Linked DNA regions of Mus musculus: region 2 is linked to region 1. A link is a contact called in public promoter capture Hi-C data. All regions are on one chromosome and are shown on one strand. The core of a region is the stretch at or near the end of the contact, and the rest is flanking DNA. Distances in the headings are between cores, read along the strand shown.

What was found. Promoter capture Hi-C pulls out the DNA fragments that hold promoters and counts their contacts.
Region 2: a contact with region 1 is called in a promoter capture Hi-C map of liver, with 2.8 times the contacts expected there. The contact joins two enhancer-like sites. A contact is called at or near these places in 6 of 39 promoter capture datasets (the 3T3-L1 cell line, cranial neural crest, frontonasal cranial neural crest and 3 more).

The regions. Positions count from the first base shown.
Region 1 is chr10:37,756,247-37,762,794 of GRCm38.p6, forward strand. No RefSeq gene overlaps it. Among named protein-coding and RNA genes, the nearest start is that of Gm46220, 300 kb to the right of the region's middle. Within about 2 kb of position 4,580, at least 1 of the 459 cell types and tissues checked has an H3K27ac peak or open chromatin away from gene starts, as enhancers often do.
Region 2 is chr10:38,966,427-38,973,577 of GRCm38.p6, forward strand. All of the region lies in intron 1 of Lama4 (laminin, alpha 4), which reads left to right. Among named protein-coding and RNA genes, the nearest start is that of Lama4, 4.5 kb to the left of the region's middle. Within about 2 kb of position 3,290, at least 22 of the 459 cell types and tissues checked have an H3K27ac peak or open chromatin away from gene starts, as enhancers often do.

The sequences.
Region 1 (6,548 bases), core at 3,330-5,829:
AATACTTTTGTTTCTCCACCTATGGTAATTGAGAGTTTTGCTAGGTATAGTAGCCTGGGCTGGCATTTATGTTCTTTTAGGGTCTGTATTACCTTTGTCCAGGATCTTCTGGCTTTCAAAGTCTCTGGCGAGAAATCTGGTGTAATTCGAATAGATGTGCCTTTATATGTCACTTGACCTTTTTCCCCTTACTGGTTTTAATATTCTGTCTTTATTTAGTGCATTTGTTGTTCTGATTCTTACGTGTCGGGTGGAATTTCTTTTCTGGTCCAGTCTATTTGGAGTTCTGTAGGCTTCTTGTATGTTCATGGGCATCTCTTTCTTTAGGTTATGGAAGTTTTCTTCTACATTTTTGTTGAATATATATTCTGGCCTTTTAAGTTGAAAATCTTCATTCTCATCTATATCTATTATCCTTAGGTTTGGTCTTCTCATTGTGTCCTGGATTTCCTGAATGTTCTGAATTAGGATATTTTTGCATTTTGCATTTTCTTTGATTGTTGTGTCCATGTTTTCTATGGAATCTTCTGCATCTGAGATTCTCTCTTCCATCTCTTGTTTTCTGTTGCTGATTCTTGCATCTATGGTTCCTGATTTCGTTCCTAGGATTTCTGTCTCCAGAGTTGTCTCACTTTGGGTTTTCTTTATTGTTTCTACTTCCTTTTTTTTTTTTTTTTAAGTTCTTGAATGTTTTTTTCAATTCCATCAACTGTTTGGTTGTGTTATCCTGTAATTCTTTATGGGAATTTTGTATTTCCTCTTTAAAGACTTTTACCTGTTTGGCAGTGTTTCCTTTAATTCTTTAAGGGATTTTTGTGCTTCCTCTTTAAGGACTTCTACCTGTTTAGCAGTGTTCTCCTGTATTTGTTTAAGTGAGTTATTAATGCCCTTCTTAATATCCTCTACCAGCATCATGAGATAAATCTGAATCTTGCTTTTTGTGTGTGTTGGGGTATCCAGGACTCACTGTGGGGGGAGTACTGGGTTCTGATGATGCTGAGTCATCTTGGTTTCTGTTAGTAAGATTCTTGTTTGCCTTTCGCCATCTGGTAATCTCTGGTGTTCAATGTTCTAGCTGTCTCTGCCTGGAGCTTGTTCCTCCTGTAATTCAGTTAGCTTCTGTCAGCATTCCTAGGAGTCCTACTCTCTCTTGAGTACCAGTGGTCAAAGCACTCTCTGCAAATAAACTCTCCTCTTGTACGGAAGGTGCACAGAGATCTGGAGCTCAGCTCTGCCTCCTGGCTGGAGATGAATGCTCGAAAGGACCCTGTCCAAGAAACTCTGTTGCATCTGAGACCTGACATTCTCCTGTGTGGACTGGTCTCTGAGAATCACAGGATACAAGATGGCGCTCTCATCTGAGTCCCAGGGTCAATGCCCTCCCTTGAGGCCAGCTCTCCTCTGTCAGGGATCATTTTCTATTAGCATTGTCAATGTCAGGATGGTTATGGTCTTATCCTCAGCAGTCAAACATGGTTCTGGTACACTAACTAACATATATTAGCACATAGCAAAAGAACAGGTTGATGGGAGTTAGCCATTTTCAGACTATAGCCTGAATTACATTTTTCTCTCTCTCAATTCTTCCAGTTGTTGGAGATGCATGAGCAGGCTTAGAAATTGTTCAGGAAGATCGTCAATGCATATGGTTTTGAGGTTTCAAAGCCACACACCTTTCCCAGTTTTTCCTCTGCTTTGTATTTGTCTATCAAGATGTAAACTACCGGCAATATATTTGGCTACAATGGGATGAACTCTTTTTTTTTTTTTCTCTTTTTTTTTTCTTTCCATTTTTATTAGGTATTTAGCTCATTTACATTTCCAATGCTATACCAAAAGTCCCCCATACCCACCCACCCCCACTCCCCTACCTGCCCACTCCCCCTTTTTGGCCCTGGCGTTCCCCTGTTCTGGGGCATATAAAGTTTGTGTGTCCAATGGGCCTCTCTTTCCAGTGATGGCCGACTAGGCCATCTTTTGATACATATGCAGCTAGAGTCAAGAGCTCCGGGGTACTGGTTAGTTCATAATGTTGATCCACCTATAGGGTTGCAGATCCCTTTAGCTCCTTGGGTACTTTCTCTAGCTCCTCCATTGGGAGCCCTGTGATCCATCCATTAGCTGACTGTGGGCATCCACTTCTGTGTTTGCTAGGCCCCGGCATAGTCTCACAAGAGACAGCTACATCTGGGTCCTTTCGATAAAATCTTGCTAGTGTATGCAATGGTACCCTCTGTAACCAATCCACAAATAAGTACTTCCTTCTATAAGTTGCCATAGTCACGGCACCATCTTTCAGCAATAGAAAAGTAACTAATACCAGTCATTCACAAGATTACCTTAACTTTACCTAATGTCTCCAGACCCTGCTTATATTTTATTACTTGGGACTTGGAACTAACAATGCATATGGCTAATCTTCTGGAAAGCAGGTTGAAGACAAAAGAAATTACTAGATTCAAATGCTAATGTCTAAGATTCAGTGATTATCAAAACTCAGCAAATAGCAAGTTAGAGTGGATTGAGTGGAACTGTGCTTAATGCTGCATACAGAACACATAGAGTCCTATCTCATAATCTCAACTCTAGCCCATTGCATCATTTCCTCTGATATACAAACTTCTCCATTCAATCCCATTCTCATCACTGTGCAGTCTATTTGCAAATAAGGAGGGATAGTGAGTTTTGTATGGAGCCTTGAGAATGGTGGAAATATACAGTATATGATTCATTTAAGATGACGAGATCATAAACGTTGGTGAGAGCAGCAACAATGCTGATACAGTGAGTAATGAATGGTATGGGGCCTTGTCATTTAACTCTAACAATGGCCTTGCGGGTTGACCTTCTTCAGCAAGAATATGCCATTATTTGCTAATTTATACTGCTTAAGCATCTAGAATCACATATTATTTTTTCATATATCTGTTTGATCTTCTTGATTTTTGTCCTCTATAATAGAATTTAAGACAAGATTTTTCCAATTAATAATAAAGATTTTGTACACTTTAAATTTCCCTGTGCCGTACTTAGATCAAATTGCTACATGTTCCTTCTTATAAGATTTCTACTTATTTTTCCTAGACCTAGCCTATAAGTAGAGAGAGAATACCTAATTCCTTGGTAATATTTAGATTAACTTTAATTGAGGCTAATAAAATTTTATTGTTACCTTATTCTCAAAATATTTAAGTGATTTTCAATATTCCTAAGAATAAATTCAGGCTTCCTGCTGTCATAAAGAGCTTTTCCAGACCTGATCCTAGGACCCTAGCTTACTAGTTTTGGCATTTTGGCTTGCTTGGTATTTGTTCTCCAATCCATAGATGTGTGGCCTAAACTCCTTGCTGCTCCAGCCACTGAGTTGCATCCACAGTCTACATTTTTTATGCTCTCCTTTCAGCCAAACACATCTTTTCCTTGTGTTCCAGGTTTGTGTGCCTTTTAAATGCCACTGGGGGAAAATATCTACTAAACTCCACAATTAAACATCAGTTTGTACTGATGTTTCCCTCTATGGACACACAATTCAGGCATTTCACAGTAGCCTATTTTATCCAGTTTTGCAATTTCAGGCTTTTGATACACTCGCTCACAACAAGGATCATACTGTACTTTTATTGCAGTCATATGGCCAATTACACATTATCTAACACTTTTATGATTTAGTTTTACAGTTAATAAAAAGGAAGATAAATCATTTTCCTTGATATTAGATATTTGTTTGATATCATTTAACAAATTTATATTAGTGAAGCAGCTTTCCAAATATCCAAATTAAATTCTATAAAAGTAGAATTTTATCTTTTAGTACTTTCAATTCTATATGTGACACACTTAAAATGATTTCATTGAAAGTACCAGGTAGTCATTAATTGCCTACTGGCACTATAAATGTTATTGTGAAGCATCAAAGATACAAAATGAATATTTCCCTCTAAGAATTCTGTATTTGGAACAGATTGTTCTTCCTAACATATAACCCTCTTACCTAACACTGATCAAATTACAACACAGCTTGCTTTAAGATCGAATGATATGTTTGTGTTTAGCTTGTTTTAAGTCACATGTTTGTCTTTAGTTATTCAATGAAAACAAAGATAAAATTGAAATAAAATATTTTTAGTTTTTTATAGGTTTCATGTACATGTTCTGCTATCTAGCCAGCAGCTCACAAACAAAGATTTTTCCAAAATAATCTTTACATTCTTTTATTGGAACAATATTACTGATATAAACGATGATGTTTTTACTAAACAGAATCCTGTGAAGAAACCACATACTATCCATCTAGACAGATCTCAGTTACATTTTGCCTAATGACAGAGTAGTTCCATTTATAAGTTCCATATGTAAGTTTTATACATCATAAAGCTTCGAATTTGACCAAACTTAGACCTTAGGCATCTTTTGTGTGAGGAAATATGTATGTGTGTGTGTGTATTCATTCCAACTGTTATCTTCTGCACAATTTTAAGACCTGACATCTTGCAAAATCCATCCAGTTCAGCTGTCTTATCTTGTATGTCTCGACCAATGTATTTATTTCTGCCTTACTGGCCGGCAGCAACTTCTGCAAACCATCTGGAAGCACAATTCATCAGATCACATCCTTTCTCTTCCTGACTTGTCTAAGATAACAACTGCTGAGTGAAGTATTAAGCCCTTGTTCTTCCCAAAGGATCCATTTTGGATGCAAACCCCTGACTTAGTTTATTAGTTATAAAACTTTGGTTTGGCAACTTCACCAGACTAACAATATTTATGTGTATAACCATTGAAAGAAGATAGTGTTCACACTATTTTTCCTACTTGATTGCTTGTCTTTTTGTTGTCTGATTCTGCAGAAAGTCAAAGGTGGTAGAGTCATACTTCACAGTGTGTGTCTTTAAGTAACATCTGTGAGTTTTGCAGCTAGACAGAAACAGTGCTCATAGTATGGAGTACAACTGAGGGTGAAGCATTTAGACAGCAACCCTGAGACAACAAGGTCATCTATATGATTTATTTTCTGAACATGACAATAACGCAATATGATGAGAAGGCATTGCCCATCGATAAATGCAGTCCACTTTTTGGACAAACCAGACAATGCCCCTATGTGATGAGTTATTCTTGGCAGAAGCTTTTTGTCAGTTAGTACAGGATCAAGGACTTCTGTCATATAAATATTAAAAGAAGTAGAGTGGCAATTAAGACATGAAGACAGGATGAAATTAATGAGTATTATGTCTCAAGATCAGATTTGATAAACACATTGAAGAAAGAGTCTGAGGCTATTTTCAATGGCTCTACATGTTGCACTTACCTCCTGCAGGATGAGTAACCCATATCTATTTGGTTTTGGATCTGCTTTGCATCTGAGAACAGGATACTGTGAGATATCACCATCACTGCTCATGAGTCCACATGTATCTGCTTCCAAGTATTATCTGTAACACCACAGTTGACTTAGTAGGAGAGATGCTATAAAACACTGAGCAACATCTTTTATGAATTATTAATGTTCTTATTGTTGTATTGATATGTGCTCACTTCCTGTAAGCCATACATTTGTAATTTTTCATAGAAAACTATGCTCATATTTTATGTTCATCAAAATTTAGTTTACTTGACATATTTAAGAAATTACCCTTTCATTAAAAAGATAATTTTGATTAGAAGAAAATGTCATTCAGATAGAATTTAAATATTACCATTTTGTTGCATTGTGTTTCTGACTTTGAGAACTGGTTGTAAATTGAAAAGAAGGGCACAGTCTGGTGAGAGATGTCCATCTAAGGACCTCTCATTAAATATTTAATAGTTTTTTTTTGGCTACTTAGTATATAAAAGACATGGCAACATACTTGAAAAGAGAAAATTTGTGTCCTCTGTTCTTTAAACACTCTTAACCTGGTGAAGAACACTGGGCTGGGAGCATGACTCAGTGAGTGTGATGGTTAGCTTGTCAACCAGAAACAATCAAACAAACAAGCAAAACCTAGAAACACCTGGGAAGCGAGTCTGGATGAGGGATTGTAAAACAGGTGGCCCTGCTGGCTTGTTTGTTGGGCAATTGTCTCAATTGTCTTAATTTATTTGGGAAGACCCAATCTGAAAGTGTGTGACACCATTCCCTGCTTGAGGGTCATGAATGTAAAATAATAGAGAAAGCTGGATTGCAAGATCACACATTCATCTCTTTTAGTTGTTGTTGTTGACTGTATATATAAATAGTAGACTGAAGCTTCTGCCACTGTGACCATTCTTCTATGATGGACTCTAACCCAGAATGGTACAGTGAAATAAACCCATTTCTTACCAATAGTGCTTTTTTTCAGGGTGTTTGATCAGAACCACTGAAACAAACTAGACAGTGGCTAAATGTACTAAGTATGTACTATGTAAACACATTGAAAATCAAACAAAAAACTGTAAGTGGAAATACTGGGTAGAGAGAGAGGCAGAAGAGCCACTCACAGGCCAGCAATATCATCGAATCAGTGAGCTACAAGTTCAGCAAGGAGCCTCGTCTCAAAAAATAAGCTTAGGAGAACTGAGGAAGA
Region 2 (7,151 bases), core at 2,040-4,539, 1.2 Mb after region 1:
TGTTCCAATAGCCATTTTGTCAAACCTTGGCACTTACTGTAAGTGCCCCCTCTCTGTCTCCCTGCTCCTCTTTGCTGTTTGAACAATGAGAGCAATATCACTAAAAAGACCTATCCTGTCTCAAACTAAACAAAAGGTCTTCTGCAAGGCTGGGGTGCTGGGGGTGGGGGTTGTCTGTGAAGGAAGCTGTTAGAAAATTTCAGGGCAGATACCTTAAACAAAAGCAGACCATTCTAATCCAGAAGCAAGATTAAGTCAAGCTCCACTCCCAAAGTAAAGCTGATCAGGATATACTACTGGTCTAAGGTTTATTCAGTGAGCTACTGTTTTTATATATCAAGAGACTTTTCAGTTGAGAAATGGCTGAACTGTAGACATTGGAGGAGAAGGATGGGTCCACAGTAAGTGATTTAAGAGCCTCTGCGCCTGGATTACAGTAGCATGTCCAGGCTGTGGGGGATGCGAAGGAGGAGGAAAATGAAGTCACCTAAGTTCATGGGAAAGGAAAGATCAACTGACCTAACACCACACATGTACAACACACACACCACATACCATACAACACACATACACACAGCAAACATATAACACACACAAATATACATACCACACACACACACACCACACTCACACAACATACACACATACACACCACTCCACATACCACACAGCACACACATGCACACCACATACCATACAACACACATACACACAGCAAACATATAACACACAAATATACATACACACCACACACGCATACCACACTCACACCACACACATATACACCACTCCATATACTACACAGCACACACATACACACACCACACACTCATAACATATACACACAGCATATACACACACAGCACACACACATGCCCACACTAATATATCCATGTCTATAGCAATCATACAGCTAAAGTAGTGATGCAAGTTGCTAAAAGTCACTGAAGTCTCAACTGTTGCTCCTAATTCTACCTTCTGGTAATATAACTACAGCTGTTATTGTTGATTAAAAATAAAATGCAAGATGATCCTTAAGTAAAAGTCCTAGTGGTGCTTCCTCAAAAGGGAGGCAGGTGGGTAGAACCAGAGTGTACCAGTCTCTCGTTTCAGTGCATAGGGTCTACCTAAGGCTCTTTTTTGAAAGGGGCTTCTGATCACACCCAGTCACTGGGGACAGGTCAGAGCAGCCAAACTCCATCCATCAATGGAGAGGAATTGCCTCTCTGCATGCTTGGAACACACCCAGGCAACATTATCTCCACACCTGTTGCTTCCAGCAGGGAAAGTCCCTGAATGAAATGCTTGCCATAAGGACAGAATTGATATTGAGTATAATTCAATTAAACTTGAATTGCAGATAAACAATAAATAATTTTTTATCGTGTCCCAACTGTATGCTAGATTTTTTTCAATATTCATCTTAATTCAACTTATCTAGGCATCCTGTGTTTGAATATGTTAAATCTAAAGAGATGATCATATCATGCATAGTGATTTTTTTTCTGTATTTGCAACTCATAATAATTATTTGAATGTTAGAGGACCTTAAAGTTAATATTGAGACTATGAGCAATTTCTCATACAAGCATATGTCCAGGGCAACGTTAGCAAAGCATTTTAGAGGGCAGACTTGCTAAACATGCTTAAAGCGCAAGCATCTTGACTTTACCCAACTTGCTGATGAAAGAAACAAAACTAAACGCTCAAGGCTTAGGGAAATTATTGACAGCTATTTTAAACTTTATGTTGTTGCCGTGGCAAACGTATTACAGTGTCTGACATAGGTAGAAGTGATTGAACATGCTGAGTTATTACCATAAATGGGTTACATTATTTTTTTTAATCCATATTTGGTGCTATTTCTCAGAGACTTTTATGCTTCTATCTTACTTAATGTTTGTTAATATTGGATCTATGTTTGTCTGTATTCTTCCAGTCAGAAAGACTGTCCCATAGTAGGTTAACTGTGCAGTACCGTCATCGTTTACCATGTGTACTAGTTGAGGAATTTAGGGAAGAGAGAGAAGATACCGGTCATCCCAGGGAGGATCCCAGTAGCCAGGGTGGAACGCCACATTTACGCTTCCCAAGGGTGGTTTCACATAACGCCCAGCTTGCCTGTGGTCCCAGGATGATCCCAGTGCCCTGCCAGCAGGTTTCCCATGCTCTTTATAGCCAGTAAGCAGATCTTAAATCAAATAGATTCCAGAGACTTAATAACATGGCACAACTACTTTACTGGGTTGGGTCAGGAAACCGTATTTACATAAACCAGAATACGGTCACATTATTCATAGGAGGGGTTCAAAATGTGGGTGGGAGGGTACGCTAAAAATATTTCCACTTTATTTGAGTTGGATTTATATGAATGGTCACTCTTCAACCAACTCTCCAAAAGAAGGAAGAAAAAAAAAAAAAAGGCAAGCACGGGTCAGTGGGAGGAGCTTGGCAGAAATCCCCTAATGCTTTTCCCCCAGTTCCCCTGTCACTGGATGCTTGTCCTAAGGAGGCAGGGTCTCTGACCCACAGTAGTGCTCAGTGTGAGCTGGGAGCAAATGTGAATGAAAATTTAACACAATGAAAGGACAGACAAGGCTGGCAGGCCAGGAAGGAAGGGCCCACCTTTGGAAAGACTTTCCCATAGGATGGAAAGAATGTGAAAGAGACACGCCCAAAGAGAACTCTACATCTTACTTGAAGATTTTCCTACCTCCTGCTTCTTGACAAGCAATTTACTGAGTCCACTCCTGCTGAGCACATGGTGACAGCAGCGATTTTTAGTAGGCAAGGGCAGGCAAGAGGGAGACTAGGAGTTTCAGAAGGAACCTTCAGTATCCTGACAAGACTTTAAAGAAAGAGAGGCTACTCACTTTGTCAAGTATACTGTAGCAAGTAATAACTAAGTTTAAGGTGTGTGTGTGTGTGTGTGTGTGTGTGTGTGTGTGTGTGTGTGTGTGTGCAAACGTGTGTATGTGTTATGAGAGTGTGTGTGAGTGTGTGTATGTGTGAGTATGTGTATGTTTTGGGTAATATGTTGGCTCAGAACTTTCTCTGCTTCACTATAGGACTGATGCAATTTCTAAAAATAATGAAACACAGGCAGGGCAATCTTCATGTATGGATTTTGTTGAAATGATCAGAATCCAGCTAAAGTTTTCGTGACTAACACAGAAGTACAGGGAACCAGAGGGAAAGAAGGAATGGAGAGAGAGTGACACCAGGGAATCAGTATCAGAGTATCCTTGGGGAAAGAGATTTTTGTTTACTGAGACATTGGGCAGGAGTCCACCAAGGTTGAGAACACTGGGCTAGTGGTGGAAGCTAGATGGAGGCCAGTGAAAGGCATTGAGAAATGTGGGGCAAAGGAGGAGTGCTGGGAGAGCCAAGCAGGAGTGGGTAGAGCTGGGCTTAATCCTTATTACTGGTTTTGATAAATGAGAATAAGAGAAATCGATCATAAAGGTGAGGAACTTCCCTGAGAGGAGAACAAAAGACTTCATGGCCTAACCTGAGTGGGGTTTACTGTTAATATTACCAGGCTAACTTCCCTCCAAAACTGTCATTGCTTCATAAGCCCATGGCCATCCCACTCTGGACGAACTGACTTGCTTAAAGAAGCACTATAGAAGGCTAACTCTGAGGGACTTTCCCTCTATTCTTCTCAGCGTTGACGTGTGGTCCCATGCCCGAACACTTTGTTAGGCTCCCTGCCATTGAAGGGTTGCAGAATGTTTACGGAAAGTCTCTATCTCTTTCACTATCTGCTTTCCTTTCCTTATCTCAGCCCTTGCCTTGAAAAAGACTATGCAGACTATAAGTCTTCCAGCCACTAGCCTGGGCAGCCATCCTGGTCTGCAGTGCCAGCGCTAGGTTAGGCCTTTGGAACCTACATTTTCATTCACACAACAAGCACATTAGAGACTTACCTTGTACAGAAAAAATGTACAGGTACCAAGAGGGATTAAAAGAAAATAAAGAATAGAGTTTTACCCTCACATTCAAATAGTAAACAATCTGACAGAAAATAATACACCAAGCACTGTCCAAAGCAGAACAGACTGATGCTCTGTAAGAGTGGCTATGAGTTAAGTACCACGGAGAAAATGAGGTAGAGCAGCAAGACATGATATTCTACTTGCCAACAGCAAAGATTTTATACAGCTTACTTTAGAAAGACAGGGATGTTGTAGTAGTGGCATAATTAACACTACCTAAGACACTTCCTGACACCTCCATGATAAGTTAGTAGAACTATACAATTATCATCTCAATTCACAAACTTGGAAATAGGTAGAAAGGCAGCTATACCGGAGGTGTTTACCTGTAAAAGCAACTTGACTGTGCAGGAATATCTAGAAAGTATATGGAACCATCCATAGGGACCATTTTATTAAAATTTTGGGAGCCTTTCCGTTTTAAGTGAAGAAGTATAAGATGTCATGCAAAGCACCATTCAGTGCTACTGGAAGAGTCTATAAGCTGCATAAACTGTTAAGACAACTGAAGACTTGGGTAACACCCCTTCCTTGCATTGCTGAGTAAATTTTTTCTTCCTTATCTTTTATTCTGGGGGTTGAGGTGGCATGTATGTGCTTTCGTGATTGAATGGTGGTCAGAAGACAACATGTAGGAGTCTTCAAAGTTCATTTACACTGTGGGTGTGTCAGAATTGCTGCTATTAAGATTCCCATTCATATATAATATATAATTATATATAATATTATATATAATGTACATGGATGTATATGTACAGAACATTTATTTGTTCAAACACCCATACAAACAGATGTGGTTTCTTCCTTTTGGGTATTGGAACAATATTGTTATAAACAATGATATATAGGTATCTGGCTTTAAGTCCCTGTTTTCAGTTCTTTTGAGTACATATCCAGAAGTGGAATTGCTGGATCCTGTGGCCCAAAGGAATTCTTAAAACTCAGATTATTGCAGAAGCCATGCAAAAAAATTATGTAAGGGGAGCCAGGTAAGGAGGAAGAGTAACTTGGGGATGACCAGCCATAAATGACAGGAGACTGTGCTCCAGAGTGGAGCTCTGCCTTGCTAGCTCTTCTGGAACTTGTTTCTCTGTTTTTTGAAAGAAGACAGGCAAAGTGTGGTGGTGCTTACTTTTAATCCCAGTACCTAGAAGGCAGAGGCAGGCAAATCTCAGAGTTTGAGGCAACCTCGTCTACAGAGTGGGTTTTAGGACAGCCAGGACTACACAGAGAATCCCTGTCTCAAAAAAATAAAATAAATTAAATAAATAAATAAATAAATAAGACAGAATCTGGATTCTTAACTGAAATTGATGACTCAATATTAAATATTGGGGTTGGGGATTTAGCTCAGTGGTAAAGTGCTTGCCTAGCAAGCCCAAGGCCCTGGGTTCGGTCCTCAGCTCTGGAAAAAAGAAAAAAAAAAAAAAAAAAAAAAAAAACAGGGGTTGGGGATTTAGCTCAGTGGTAAAGTGCTTGCCTAGCAAGCCCAAGGCCCTGGGTTCGGTCCTCAGCTCCGGAAAAAAGAAAAAAAAATATTAAATATTAAAATTTCTCCTAAGTAAGTATATCCAAAGGACAGGTTTAGTCTAAGGGAAATTTACTTGCTATCCCTACCATATTTAAAATTCACCTTTCATCAGAGTCAGACTATGGGCATGTGACCAGACAGATGTGTGAATCAATGCTCAAACTTTCAGCAGGGTGACTTTGAACAGATTAGCTCATTTTAGGGACTGCATTTTTTTATTATAAAATTAAAAAAACATTTTGACTCACAAGACTGATGTGATATTGCATGTAGATGTGTATGTCTGTCTGCAGGCTTTATTAGACAGTGTGCCTCAGCCTCCCCTCAGCCTCCCCTCCCCTCAGCCTCCCCTCCCCTCAGCCTCCCCTCTCCTCAACCTCCCCTCCCCTCAACCTCCTCATCCCTCAGCCTTCTATCCCTCAGACTCCCCTCCCCTCACACTCCCCATCCCTCAGTCTCCCCTTCCTTCAGGCTTCCCTCCCTTCAGCCTCCCCTCCTCTCAGCCTCTCCTCCCCTCAACCTCCCCTCCCCTCTCAGCTCCTTTCTTCCCTGTGACTTCAGTGAAGCACAGGCACAAGTTGCTTAGTGTCTTGACAAACTTTGTCACCTAAATCTTTAATAATTTTGTAAATTTCGTTTTGTCTGCATAGTTCCTAGTTGTGCAACCCAAGAGTAGAGCGACCAGAGTGTCTCTTATAATCATCCCCTAATAGTTTTCACGTGGTTTTTTTTACAGGAAATACAGTATCTGAGTAGCTGAGAAAAATGATGCGTCTTTCTGAATCTCTAGAAAGGCCAAACAGCAGCAACAACAAAGCCAAGCAAAAAAGTATGAGATTGAGGGACGGAAATTAAGTCGTGGGAAAAAGGAAAGGACAAATCCACAGATGTTCAAATCTGACTTGTTGTTTGTGATGTGCATGAGGCCAGGGAAAGGCTGCTTGCTTATAACAATCATAAAAATATGATGGCGGCCAGATATAATTTTGAGACATTTGAGTTAGAAAACACAAATCCAATTTTTGGCACATGCTTTGAGTGCCAAAATTAGTATTTCTAAATAATTATTAATTTTCTAGCATAGGAGACCTGTGAGTTCATTAAGAGAGAGTGACCACAGACGGATATTTAAATACTCTCCTGGGTTTCACCAGAGCAGCCTGCTACTTTCAACTGTGTTTTCTCTTTTGCTCCTGGTGTGGTAAAGTTAAATTCTGGGAAACGGCTTACTAAAGGGAAGTTTAACCACAGATGTTTGTAATTCCAACTTGAGTTTCCCATCAAAGTCCTAATGAAATTCAGCTGCAGGCAGCCTGCCTCTGAGGATCTCTGCCTTTTTGTCATGAGAAACGTTGGGGGGGGCAACATTCCCGGAGACCAAATGGTAGTGGGAAATTTTCCATATTCAAACCCAAATACTCTGCATAAAGAAAACCCATCAGAAGCTGCTTCCTTTTTAATAACAAGAGAAAAGTGGGTGGATATGCTTAAAAATAATCATAATATGCAAAGGGCCCTCTTCTCACTTCCAAGGTTGTTTAAAGCTTGTATTTCATGAAAGTTAGAGATCTCATGTGTGTGTGTGTGTGTGTGTGTGTGTGTGTGTGTGTGTGTGTGTGTGT